Linked DNA regions of Mus musculus: all the other regions are linked to region 1. A link is a contact called in public promoter capture Hi-C data. All regions are on one chromosome and are shown on one strand. The core of a region is the stretch at or near the end of the contact, and the rest is flanking DNA. Distances in the headings are between cores, read along the strand shown. Region 1 holds the start of Dis3l (DIS3 like exosome 3'-5' exoribonuclease). Region 2 holds the start of Hacd3 (3-hydroxyacyl-CoA dehydratase 3). Region 3 overlaps Dpp8 (dipeptidylpeptidase 8).

What was found. Promoter capture Hi-C pulls out the DNA fragments that hold promoters and counts their contacts.
Region 2: a contact with region 1 is called in a promoter capture Hi-C map of erythroid cells, with 6 times the contacts expected there. The contact joins the promoter of Hacd3 here to the promoter of Dis3l in region 1. A contact is called at or near these places in 21 of 39 promoter capture datasets (the 3T3-L1 cell line, 3T3-L1-derived adipocytes, the C10 cell line and 13 more), 14 of 115 datasets of contacts at active chromatin or transcription factors (the 230-238 cell line, the NIH/3T3 cell line, the SCID.adh cell line and 11 more) and 3 of 9 other capture datasets (adipose tissue, liver and macrophages).
Region 3: a promoter capture Hi-C map of pre-B cells shows a contact between it and region 1, with 3 times the contacts expected there. The contact joins the enhancer-like site here to the promoter of Dis3l in region 1. A contact is called at or near these places in 8 of 39 promoter capture datasets (the 3T3-L1 cell line, the C10 cell line, HPC-7-derived erythroid cells and 5 more), 2 of 115 datasets of contacts at active chromatin or transcription factors (acute myeloid leukemia and large pre-B cells) and 2 of 9 other capture datasets (liver and macrophages).

Annotation. Positions count from the first base shown.
Region 1 is chr9:64,339,245-64,343,379 of GRCm38.p6, reverse strand. It overlaps Dis3l (DIS3 like exosome 3'-5' exoribonuclease), which reads left to right and starts at 2,123. Exons shown (of 17, transcript NM_001001295.2): 1 at 2,123-2,387; 2 at 3,748-3,901. The coding sequence starts at 2,249.
Region 2 is chr9:65,019,248-65,023,712 of GRCm38.p6, reverse strand. Hacd3 (3-hydroxyacyl-CoA dehydratase 3) reads left to right here and starts at 1,996. Exons shown (of 11, transcript NM_021345.2): 1 at 1,996-2,256. The coding sequence starts at 2,170.
Region 3 is chr9:65,072,302-65,076,461 of GRCm38.p6, reverse strand. Dpp8 (dipeptidylpeptidase 8) reads right to left here. Exons shown (of 21, transcript NM_028906.2): 17 at 1,877-2,023; 18 at 574-726. Among named protein-coding and RNA genes, the nearest start is that of Igdcc4, 27 kb to the left of the region's middle. Within about 2 kb of position 1,416, at least 80 of the 459 cell types and tissues checked have an H3K27ac peak or open chromatin away from gene starts, as enhancers often do. A contact at or near this core is called in acute myeloid leukemia, macrophages and pre-B cells, where this site is marked.

The DNA.
Region 1 (4,135 bases), core at 874-3,373:
TTTTTTTTTTCAAGACAGGGTTTCTCTGTGTAGCCCTGGCTGTCCTGGAACTCACTCTGTAGACCAGGCTGGCCTCGAATTCAGAAATCTGCCTGCCTCTGCCTCCCAAGTGCTAAGATCAAAGGTGTGAGCCACCACTGCCCAGCGAAAATTTTTTTAAGTTTTATATTTCTGTAACATAAATTAGTTTATTCTGCCTGATAGGCACTTTTTTGGTCCAGAGGTCTCAGATGGCAAACAAGACAAACCACCCACCCAACCAAGCAAAAGGGCCTGGCTTATTACAATAGGTCATCATCATTTCTAAGAACTAAGGAATCATGGTCCTCAACATAATGGATAAAGCCAGGCCTGGGTGCATGAGAATCCCAGCACTTGGGGGGGGGGGGGTAAGTAAGAGCTCATGGCTAGCTTCAGCTACATGTCCTGATCCTGTCTCAAAAAGGCAGAGAGAGAAAGGAGAGGGTGTGAGGGGAAGAGAGGCTAAGTACCAACTAAGCTACAGCCTTATTTTAAATACTGATAAAAATCAACTCTCAATAAAACTCTAGCTATGCTCTATTCCTTAAAGGGTGGTTCATTTGCAGACAATTTCTAGCTACAAAGTGCTGAGGAGAGATATTAAGGGCAGATTAGTACCTAATCAAAGTCGTTCTTCCAATCCATAGCATCAGTGGCTTAAAAAAGATAGGAAGGGAGCTGGGGAGGGATTGGTGGACAGTTATCTAAGGCATTTTTTATGTAGAGAACAATTTTGGCTACTCACTGTCCTCTGGTCTCTCTGGAACTGACTCCTGTATTAGACAGGGAGAGCCTCTTTCACTGTGGAGAGCTTTAGGGACTCTCCTTGCACTGTCTGGTGCCTGTTTGCCAGCTCTACATTATTTTCCTGTTTGTGCAAGTCTACCTTGAGTTTCACCAAGTGATTTGACACAGAGATATGAGGAGGAGGAGGAGACCATGACCCTTTAGCATTCCCTTAGGGTGAAATGAGAGACTGGTCCTGGTTTATTTCAGCTGCGTTGGAAGAACCAGGTGTTTCCAGCCAACTGGGCCAGCCACATTAACCAAAGGTTGCCAAGCAGTAAATTCCTTTGGTGCAGGCGCTCTCTCTTTTATTCACCAGTGACTAGATGATGCTTAACCTGCTTTGAAGTTGAGCAGTTTCTAGCTTCAAGATTGGTTCTGAAACATAATAACTAGGTATCCTTGGGCACTTAAGCTCCCTTAATGCAGCCTCACAGCCTATAAAATGATACAAATAAACACCCACTCCTTTGATTTAAGGAAGCTAAATGATACTCTTGCTCCAGTGGGCTCAGTGCTTGGAGAATCCAGGGTGTGTGGTCTCCCAAGATACCGTCCTTTTTGTCAAACACTACAAGCACAGTACTTAGAGATCATGTCAATAGCGGCTCTAAGAAGTCCTTTGCCCGAGGCTGCCAGCGCTATAAAAGTTGTAGAGTGTTTACCCCAGAAGGACTGGTTTTCATTTTATCTGTAGTGTTTGAATGTTTACGTGTATTAAAATTTAAAATAAGCATATTTTTGAAGAGGAAAACCGGTTTGGCCAGCAGGGTTACCAGCTTTTTTGCTGAGCTTTTCAATTCTTTCAGATACTGCAAAAACAAGGACGAGAAAACTCTACAGTTATTACCTCTGGTTTTTGTTTTGTTTTTTGTTTGTTTTTTGTTTTGGTTTTTCGAGACAGGGTTTCTCTGTGTAGCCCTGGCTGTCCTAGAACTCACTCTGTAGACCGGGCTGGCCTTGAACTCAGAAATCCACCTGCCTCTGCCTCCCAAGTGCTGGGATTAAAGGCATGAGCCATCACTGCCCGGCATTACCTCTGTTGCTATGGCAGCCCTTCGCACACGGGCCTGTGGGTAGAAACAAAGTAAAAAAAATAATAATAAAAATAAAAATAATAATCCTTTTACACTCGACTCTTAGACTACCTGCCACATCCTACCTTCACACCCGAGGATTCTTCGGGTGAAGTTTATCTACACTTTTCCCGCCCGGGGACAACTAAGGCACAGAGAGGAATAAAAGGCGCGAGTAGGACTGGGCCCGGAGGATTCTCAGCCCTGGCTAGGTCGCTCCCGGTAGCGGTAGCGGGAACGTGAACGCTGCTGCCTGCCCGACCAGGCCCGAGGGGCGGGCCTCAGGCCTCGGTCTCGCCTGAGCCTGCCGCCTGCCGCCCGCCGCCCGCCGCTTCCCGGCCACAGTGCCGGGCGACGCCGCCAGCATGCTGCAGAAGCGGGAGAAGGTGCTGCTGCTGAGGACCTTCCAGGGTCGGACGCTGCGGATCGTGCGTGAACACTACCTGCGGCCCAGCGTGCCTTGCAACAGCCCGCTGTGCCCGCAGCCTGCCGCCTGCCGCAACGGTCAGAGCCGGGGTGGACCGGGAAGGCCCGGGCGGGAAGAGCGAGGGAGGCCGGAGCCGGAGAGGGAAGCCGGGGCTCGGAGAGCGAGAGAAGCCGGGACTCGGAGAACGAGGGAAGCCAGGACCAAAGGAACGAGGGAGGCCGGGGCCTGACGTAGCGAAGGCTGCCGGGCGCGAGCGAAGGGACCTGAGGCCTGAGGAGCGAGGGTGGCAGAGGCCCAAAGAGCAAAGGGAATCCCGGCCTGGCGTCGCGATGGCGGCGGGGCCCTAGTGAAGGAAGCGGGACCCAAGGAGAGAGGAGAGCGGGAAGCTGAGCAGCGAGGGCGGCTTAGCGCTGGCATCAAGGGCGGAGCCAGACCCTCGCGGACTGTAGGCAGCCGGAGCGAGCATAACCGTCTGGGCTCGGCGGTACTGGGGCAGCCGGGAGCGGCCCTGGAGCGTCCCCGGTGCGTCCAGTCTTCCCTCCCAGTGGCCGGCACAGGCAGGACCGGCCTCTGCAGCCTCAGGGGCGCTCCTCTCCGGACCTGCCTGCTACAATAGCCGGGCTAAGTGGAAGAGCCTGCAGGCACCGGATGCTTCGGTTTTTCCAGGGGGACCTAAGGGCGTAGGCACCTCCTCCTTTCTGCCCGAAAATGCTATTGGCACCTTACTCCTGAGCGTATTACGCTGGCTGGACATTTGACATTGCCTGCTCTGCTCCTGCCAGTACGCAGACCCTCCAGCTGTTTGTTACCCCTAGTGGGAGATGAGCGTGAGGGGGTCTTTTCAGAATACATGATTGAGGTCACAGCTTGACCAAGGTGTCAGTTGAGTGGAAGCCCATTGATTGAACAGCGCATCCTTTTTAGGACGTTCTCCTCAACCCTAGAACCGTGTAGCCGTGTTAGGAAGCTTCAGACCGAATAGCCTTGGAATTGTTAGATGCTTACAAGGGGTCAACACACACACACATGTGCACTCTTGCCCTTACATATATATACACGTGTGTATATGTAGATAGAGATATAATGGATATGTAAGTAGCCAACGCAGTCAGTGCTCATGCATGTCTGTGATGGCTTAGTAGAAATTTAGTTTCTTCCAGGGACGTACTTGTTTTTAAAATATCATTCTTTCGAAGAAGTGCTGGCTACAACATAAACCATGTTGGGCTTGTATTTAATCACAGCTGAGGGGAGGGGGAGCAATGGAGCTGAACTTTGAGCCTCCACCAAAGTAGATTTGTCTTGTCTTTTAAAAACTTCAAGGTGAAATTAAGATGAGAAGTTATTTTGCACACCGGGAGCACTGTGACATTGAAATAGTCATAAACCAGGTTTGAAAATGTTACCTAATGGCTTCCACTCTGAATTATGTTTCAGATGGGAAGCTCCTGGCTGCCGAAGTCACTCATTACGTGATCCCAGACTGGAAAGTTGTCCAGGATTACCTCGAGGTTCTGGAGTTCCCGGAGTTGAAGGGAGTTATTTTCATGCAAACGGCCTGTCAAGCTGTGCAGCACCAGAGAGGCCGGAGGTATCTGTTTTGCATTATTTATTTATTTATTTATTTTCAGTACCGGTTCCCCTGCCCCCTTTAGAAAAGGTCCCTTGTTAGAGGGAAAGAGGAGGAATTCATTATTTTGTCAGAAAGGATTTTTGAAACTAATTTGGTATTCTCTTTGCTGGTGAGGAATGTAGTAACATTTTATATGTGTGCTTCAACACCTGGCCAAAAGATCTGACTGTAGATCAATAAACTGCTGGGTCC
Region 2 (4,465 bases), core at 747-3,246, 680 kb before region 1:
CACACAAATATTTGCCAAGTGTCTGTGTTTGGCAATCACATCAACAGCTAAGAGAACTAGAGTTATCAGATGGGAAGGAGAAAATATGGGGAAAAGGCCACAGCCAACATGTAAGGCAGGTAATGGAAGGATGGTGTCAACTCAGGTGGGGACAACTGTGTGATTTCCTTTAAACTGTAACTGATGAGCTGATCTTTCTGGTAAAGGTTGGGAGCAGTTATTGACCTTTCTGGCATACTTAGGAGGTTATAGGTATACGATCTGATTGTTGCCCACTAGATGCCTGGGTTTATTCAGTCAGTGTTTCTCCCTTTGTGGCTTAGACAGACAAACTTGGTTTTGGTTATAGATAACTGGTTAGATGTTTTGTGCATAGGTGAGGATCCAAATTGCTGAATTCAGCAACTCCCTTCACCCTCTCTTTTTTGCTTCATACATGGCTTCGTGCATCCCAGGCCAGGTGACCTTGAGCGCTTGATCCTCTAGCCTCCATCTTCCAAGTGCTAGGATTACATACGTGGACCATTGGTATACGTGGCCTGGTGGTTCTGGGAATCCAACCCAAGGCTTTGTGTGTGCTGGACAAGTGCTCTACCAAATAATCTACATCCCCATCTACAGCAGCTCCTCCTCTAAGTCCTTCAAGCATCAGAAGAGTCTGTAAAAAGGTGAACATCAGAGCCAAGCAGGATCTCTTGCCAACAGCAGAAACTAGGCGTACGTCCTGGCAATAGCCTTTATCAGTGTCAAGGACCAAATGAAAGCTTTCTGCAGGAGTAATGACTGATCTCTGAGAAGGGAGACATGGCCCTGAGCCAAACAGGGCTAGGAGGGGGGGGGGCAGTCTCTAGAGAGGACAGTGTGGTTTCTTTTTCATTTGACTGACATCATCATAAAAGCCTTATTCCCATCCCCCTGCCCCTGGCCTTGCCTTCTAGTCTCCCTCACCCTGCCCCACCACCGTGTACTTTTTAGCCTGGATGATAAACTCTACTTTATTTCCCTTTCCTTTGTTTGTTCAGGTTGGCCTTGAACTCAGTACGTAACTAAGGATGACTTTGCACTTCTGAACATCTCAAGTGCTGAGATTACAGGTGTTCACCACTAGTCCTGATTTATGTGCTATTGGGGATCAAACCCACTACCGACTAGGCTATAGTCCTCTAGTCCTCTAGTCCTCTTACTAATCTCTGTCTCTCTGTCTCTGTCTCCTTATTGATTTCCCTGGAAATGGGCCCATAATAGCTGTGCTCCTTTACAGAAAAACTTAGAAACAGATGATGACACTACAAGGAGCTGAGGTTATAGTAGAGTGCCTGTCTGCAGCATCCAGGTCCTCAAATGCTCAGGACGGGGCTAGGGATGCCAAGGAACTGATTTGTTTGTTTGCTTATTAGTTCATGTAGATAGCTATAACGAATGGGCTGTTCTGTTTGTTGGGCAGTGAATGGAAACCATCTCTCTTAAAACAGGAAGCCTGAGGCCAGGGGAGGTGTTGCACACCTTTAAATCACAAGGGAGGCAAAAGCAGACGACAGGTCCCTGGATCTGGTCTACCAAGTGAATTTCAGGTCACCTAGAGCTACATAGTAAGACAGACAGAAAGAAGAAAGAAAGGAAGGAAGGAAGAAAAAAAAAAAGCAACACCAATGTATGTCTTGAATGGCTCATCTGTCTTTCTGTGTGTGGCCTTGAAGCCCAGGGAGGAAGTGGGTTCTCACTAAACGCTGCGATCATACAAAAAAACTTGGAAGGGATCCTTGCACACAAGCCTCTTCATACGCCGCCAATCCGCCCTTTCTTTGTAGATTAGAGCCTCTCACTTTCATGTTCTTGTGCAAGGACCTCTCTGAAGCGCCACAGGAGGTAAGCGAGGAGCTCAAAAGCCTCTGATCCGAAGGCCACTGAGCCGCTGATCACGTGGCGCAGCCGCTAGCCTCTCCCACGTCCCGCCCCGTCCTCTCCCTCGCTGGGTTCGCCCCGCCCTCCCGCCCCGGTCCTCACTGCGCAAGCGCGAGCCGCGAGCGTGGGTTATCTCGAGACAGCCGGGCTGCGGGCTGCGGAGCGTGCGGGTCTGAGGCCTGCGTTCTGCTAGCTCCAGCGGCTCACAGGCCGAGGTAACGAGGCGCAGCAAGCCGAGCCTCCCCGCTCCCCCGGACAGCGTGGGCCATGGAGACTCAAGTGCTGACGCCGCATGTCTACTGGGCTCAGCGACACCGCGAGCTGTATCTGCGCGTGGAGCTGAGTGACGTGCAGGTAAAGGCCGGGCTGCGGGCTGCGCGCAGGATCGGGGGCCCCCCGGTCCCCGTCGGCCGCCCTGTGCGTTTGCGCTCCTGCAGTGCGCCAGCAGGAACCGCGAGTGGAGCGCCCCGGTCTCCCTTAGGGGCTGCAGGTGCCGTCCGGCGTTCTGCGCTTGGCCCCGGTATCCCCTTTGTTCCTGGTAGGCGCCCTGGGGAGCCTCAGCAGAGTCCTGGAAGCCGGCGGCTGGCCTTCGGGTTGCCTAAGGCCCTCTGAATTGTGGGATGAGCTCCGTGGGTCTAAAGTGCGGCTTGACAGTGGCCTGTTGTGCGGTAGCAGGACGTCAGCGCTGGCCTCTGAGGTTTAGTCCGGGCGGCCCATTGACCTTCTCAAGGCCCGTCGCTGGGCTGGGCGGGGGGCAACCCCCCAACCGTTCAGTGATAGAAATCTACACCACACCTCCGCTCACCAAGGAAATGATTTCCATCCTCTCTTTAAGGCTGCGAGCTCAGCCTTAGCAAGTTGCGTAAAGAAATTATCGTGTGACATTAAGTATTCATTTCACCACGTTTACCTATTAATGTGAGCAAATCAAATCCCTGGGAACTTCCCATGTCTCTAACCAGACCATCCAGTATTCTGTGTGAAGCGAGTGGTTTTGGTCTGGAATGTTCTTTCCCTAGTCTCCTTGACATCCATGGTATTGTAATCTTCATTCCTCTGAACTGTTTCTTGCTCGCAGTTAGATACCTGTCTGAATTCATCAATTCATCTGGTCTATTTTCTTGCAGGGTCTAGGTGCCCATGTCCACTTGAGTCTAATCTTTGCTTCTGGAATGTAAATAATTTCCCCTTGTGAACGATGAAGCTAATACTGGCCAGAATGTCTTTGAGTAAGCAGTAAATTTCATTTAAGGTGTAAGCAAACCCGAATAAATGCTACTCTAGAATAGGATGAATAATTCTCTGTGCTATTGTTCTCTACTCTGCTACAAGATTCTTTGCTAAAATAGAAAAAAAAGTTTTTGTTTTTAATTTTTATTTTTGTATTTTGGAGACAGTCATGCTATATAGTTATGGCTGGCCTGGAACTTACTATGTAGACCAAGGCTGGCCTGGAACTCACAGAGATCTGCCAGCCTCTGCCTCCTGAGTGCTGGGATTCCAAGTGTGCACCACCATGCCCAGAGATTCGAGTTTGAAACACGTTAACAGTGAACACTGTGAAGGTGGAGAAGAAAGGAGAACATTTCTTTTGGAGAGAAAAGTCCTTTTTAAGAAATTTTGGGAAGAACGAGTCCCTCACCCCTATGGAGGCTTTATCTTTCTGGGGCTTCACGTCTGCTAGTCTGAGGCGTTAGTTTTAAAAGAACATGTCAACACCATGTATACCACACCACAGATTTACAGAGATGAGTCAGACGAGCTCCACTTTCCCAGGCCCAGGCACCTTTTCCAGGGCATTCTGTCCAAAAGGAAGCATATCACATACAAACAAAAAAGGTTGTTCATGAACATGTCTGTTGGTAAAGCTGGGGTTTGGTGTATTCTTTGCCTCTCTTTTGTTGAGTTGGAAATGACTTCCAGAGATGAGAAGGCTTCTTGTCTGCCTTTTACTGGGAGAACTTACCAGAGAGCCCACCTGTAGCTAAAACGAAGCTTACTGTAACTACTCTTTGCCGTGTGTGTCAGTGTCTGTTAAGAGTGTGTTAAAACTGATTATAGGATTTGAGCATTGGTGTTTGTGAGAGACCAAATGGAGGAGGGGGCTCACTGCTGTTGATAAAACTGTTCTGAAAAACTGTAAGGAGAGAGACACAAGATTAAACTGTTTTGGAGAAATAGTGTTTACTTTGGTCAAGGGAGAGAGGGTGTCTGGTATATCTTTGGTGGCAGTATGACTAGGTGTTTGTTTTTATACACACTTGTGCATTAGGCTTGGCCTCATTCTGTTTTCAGAATAATCTTTTCTGAGCTGTTGTTCTATGAGATAGTAATGGCCAATAAGAGAATGGTCAATAAACTGTTCCAGCTGTGCTTTTAGTGAATACACGAGCTGCCTCTCTTTGCTTTCTTGATTAATCTACTAGGGTTCTGTTGAAACCACTTGTAGCTCAGGGTCGGCTCAAGATGAAGCAATCCATTTGCTTAGTACAAACCACTTAAGGAGTACTCACTCTCGTTGGTCCCTAAGGTAGGTTCTGGGCTCTTGGGCAGCTTTCCAATA
Region 3 (4,160 bases), core at 167-2,666, 730 kb before region 1:
TCACTCCCCATGATTTGTTTAGGGCCCTGTGCTAGACACAGATCTACTGAGGACTTAACTGTTAAGCACTGTTAACTGTTGAGGATATACCAGAGAATAGGACAAAGATGTACTTTAGTAATTAAACAAGTAGTACAATCCAGTAACTGTGTGTGTGTGTTTTACTAGTCATGACTTTTAATCTTTGGCATGTATAAGTAGTTAAAAATTGGTGCTCAGGCTGACAAGTGTTTAAAAAGCTATGTTAACACAAAAGGTACATTTCCCATGTTGCAAAACACAAACTCAGCAATATTGTAGAGAAGTCTCTACAATATTGGCAATACCATGAGCCTTCAAAAAAATTACCACTTCCAGGTGTCTTCGATGAACAGAATTCTATCTAATTACAAAAACAAACAAGAGAGCTGGGTGGTGGTGGTGAACAACTTTAATCTCAGCATGTGGGAGGCAGAGGCAGGGAAATCTTTGAATTCAAGGCCAGCCTGGGCTACACAGAGAAACTCTGCCTAAAAAAACCCGAAATCAAGAAAACAAACAAGCAAAAACTGAAATACAATAATAGCTACGTACCCGGAAGATATCCGACCTCTGCATTAATGCCATCAGGGAGAGGTAGCCACCATAGGACCAGCCGTGGATGCCCACTCGATCCAAGTCAATGAAGTCATACTGAGATGCTAGGTACTGGAGTCCTTCCACTTGATCATCGATTTCTATTTGACCCTGTCAAAGAGGGGGAAAGCTCACTGGCTCTGATGTACACTAGAGTCTTTGAGAATTCTTTTTAATGCTGCTTCATGTTTTTACTAAAAATTCCTGGAGAGTTTCTCTTTTCAGATTAGAGTTTAATTAACAAGTGATATTCTATTTTGCCCCAGGAAATGTAAAATAAAAATGCTTCTATAGGTAAGGACCTGCTACTCTGATGGGGGTTTAGTCCCCAGGCCTTTCCTGTCATTGCCCACACTGTCCCTAACTACATCGTGTCTCCCACTCGTTTGTTCTGTTGTCTGCTAAGAGGCCAGCAACTTCCTTGTAACAAGCCTTCCTCTATCCAAAGACAAAAATTCAGCCCCTTTAAGAGATTAATTTTACTTCTCCTTTTAGCACTTAAGTGCAACAAAACAGAGGACATTACCCCTGAGGCCCTAACTTCCTCTTTTCCAGCATTTTACCTCTAGCAAAGCTCTGGACGGCTTAGTTCCTGCCAGTACCACCCAGGGTATCACTTGGCCTGCCAGTACCACCCAGGGTATCACCTGGCCTGCCAGTGCACACAGTCTCGCTTCACTGAGCCAAAACCAAAAAAATAAAACAACCAAAAACTTACATGAGAATACAACATAAGGTCAAAGAACTGTCTGTGGGAGAGCATCCCATGTCTTACTCAGCATGTCCAACACACTGGCAACCACAGGGACTGCCTTACAGTGCAAAAGGAACATCGGCCTGTCATCATTTCCCAAAGCAGCAGAAAGGACCTGGGGCATCTCTAAAAGGTAGCATTTAAAGCTTCCTGCAGAGAGAAAGAGGCTTGTCACAAGGAAGGAACTAACCAGTCGGTTTCCCTCTTCACAGAGGACAGAACAAATCTCAATTATTTCTTAGCTACATATGGGTCTCTGCACGCTAGATGGGGCTGCTTTGTAGGGAGCTGCGGGTACAACTTAGAAGAGTATTTTTGTGCAGAAGTGGTTCTACCTCAGCTCCTGGGCATTGCATACAGGTAACCAGGAGTGAGTATAGTGTAAACCCAACTGTGCCTTCCTTCCCACTGCTCAAGTCTAACCCGTGCTCCCTCATTCTGTCACTTAGATCCTCCCCCAACTCAAAACGAAAACATTTGAAAAGAAAATGCTCTATGTTCACACACCATTTTATATTTAAAGGCGCCTTCAAATTTAAGTCCTCGGTGACAGGATCCCCTGTTGTCTATCACCACAACCACATAACCCAGGGAGGCCAGGGTGTTCAGGCGGAAATACTTGACTCCTTTAAACCGATTGTTCACCAGCTGCACCTGGAAGAGAGGCGCATCTTGAGTGGAGTTGCGTGGCAGCATACAGAGCGTGAGAGGGGGGTCCACGGCGAGGCGAGCACCAGGAAACTGAGCTTCCTACTTCTCTTCCCGTTGAAGCGTAAGTGTGACGGGATCCACTTTTAAACTGACTCTCGTCTAGGCATGTTTGTGTTGCTCACACTTAGTCTCACACTTAGAGCTTCACGGCAAATACCAAACAACTGCAGACTTCATTCTAGCTCAGATAGTTAAGATTTAAGTAAGGTAAGATAATCCACCCCACAGAGAAAGTTGCCAAATTATCTACACCAAAGAATATGTCATTCAAGTAACAGTGACAAGGACAATTAAGACCATCTTCTGGCCCCCCTTGTCTCTGTTGCTGAGTGACAGCGAGATGTAGCATTCTAATGAACACTGTTATCAGTCCGGCTATCTCTCTCATGTTAGACAAATTAGTGTAAAAGTATGATTTTTAAATCACTTTATCACCCTAGAGACTACCCTTCAAAGTGACACAGAGAGAGACTGCGTCTGGGGCTTTACTAGAAAAGGAGCTGTAGCTACTGAGAGGAGGAGTGAGCCATGCCCTGCACGCTCGTGTTTCAGTCAGCTCAGGGCACTCATGAAGTGGTGGTCCCGTGGGATCACAACGGAGCTGAAAATGTCTAATGACAGCACAGCTGGCGGGACACGGTGCATTTCTCCTGGGTTTGGGGCACTGTTAGTGTAAACAAGCTACTGCACTGCCAGGGTTCTGAGGCGGACTGAACAATGGCTGCTAACAGATGTCTAGATTACTGGTGGGTGCGTGTGGTAGCTGGGACAGAACCAAGGGCCCTACACTTGTTAAGCAATGCTTACCACTGAGTTACAGCCTCAAGTCCTGGTTTTGTTTGTTTATTTTGAGATCAGGTGTCCCTGTATAGCCCTGGCTGTCCTAGAAGTCGATCTGTAGACCAGGCTCTCCTTGAACCCACATAGATCTGTCTGTCTCTACTCACCCCCACCCCCCTTGGGATCAAAAGCATAGCCCACCACCACCACTACCACCACCACCCAGCCCTCAGGTCCCTTTTTATTTTTAGTCTAAGTTGTCAAGGCTGGACTTTAACTTGTTCAGCATGTGAGTCAGGTGTTGAACTTGCCATCTTCCTGCTTCTGCCTCCCAGCTCCACCAAAGCTGAGATTACAGGGGTGCACCACCAGGCTCATACTATATTTTTTAATTCATTATTTGGAGTGTCCTCCTGCTAATGCTAATGAAGAGAGTTTAAGAGGTATTTGTGTTGCCCAGTCATGGATTGAATAATTAGTATGCAGAAGGTCCTGGGTTCATGCCTGGTATCATACACACAAGAAGGTTCATCTTAGAACACTGGGGCTCCACTGTAGCAGCCTACACGTCTGGATGCTTGTTGCATGTCACCACTGCATGAAGGTTTGTATAAGCATATACTCTATGATGCCTGTCTAATGACCAGATAGCCTAGTGACATTTACCAGAAAGTTTACATGAGCAACATGAGACCGTAGTTAGCAGTTCTGGACACTAAGATAGACATTAAAAAGAGGTTCTGATAAAAACGAGGAGCCAGGCAGTGGTGGCACACGCCTTTAATTCCAGCTCTTGGGAGGCAGAGGCAGGCAGATCCTAGCCTATAAAGTGAGTTCTAGGCCAGCCAGGACTACACGTTGAGACCATATCTCAAATAGAGAAAAAAAAAAAAGGGATGGAGAGATGACTTCCTGGGGAAAAAGCTGCCTGCCTAAGTCAGGTGATTTCTAGAGTTTGATTTCTAGAACCCATCCACAGTAGGAGAAAACTGCAGAGTTGCCCTCTGGTTTCCACACGCACGCTGTAGCATACCACCTCCCTACATTGTGTGTGCACACATACAAACCCAAACTAATGAGAGGGCTGAGGAGGGCAGGGGCACCAAAGTCGATAGCTTGAGCTACTAAGGAGATTGAGTCAGGAAACTCACTTAGGCCTGAATTCTGGCTAGCCTGGGGCATAAAGTAAGACCTCATCTCAAATCCTATAAAAAGTCCCTAGATCATGGGGTACTGCATACATATAAGCAATTATTACATTAGTTTAAAAACAGATGAGGGCAGACTCTTTACTGAAGCA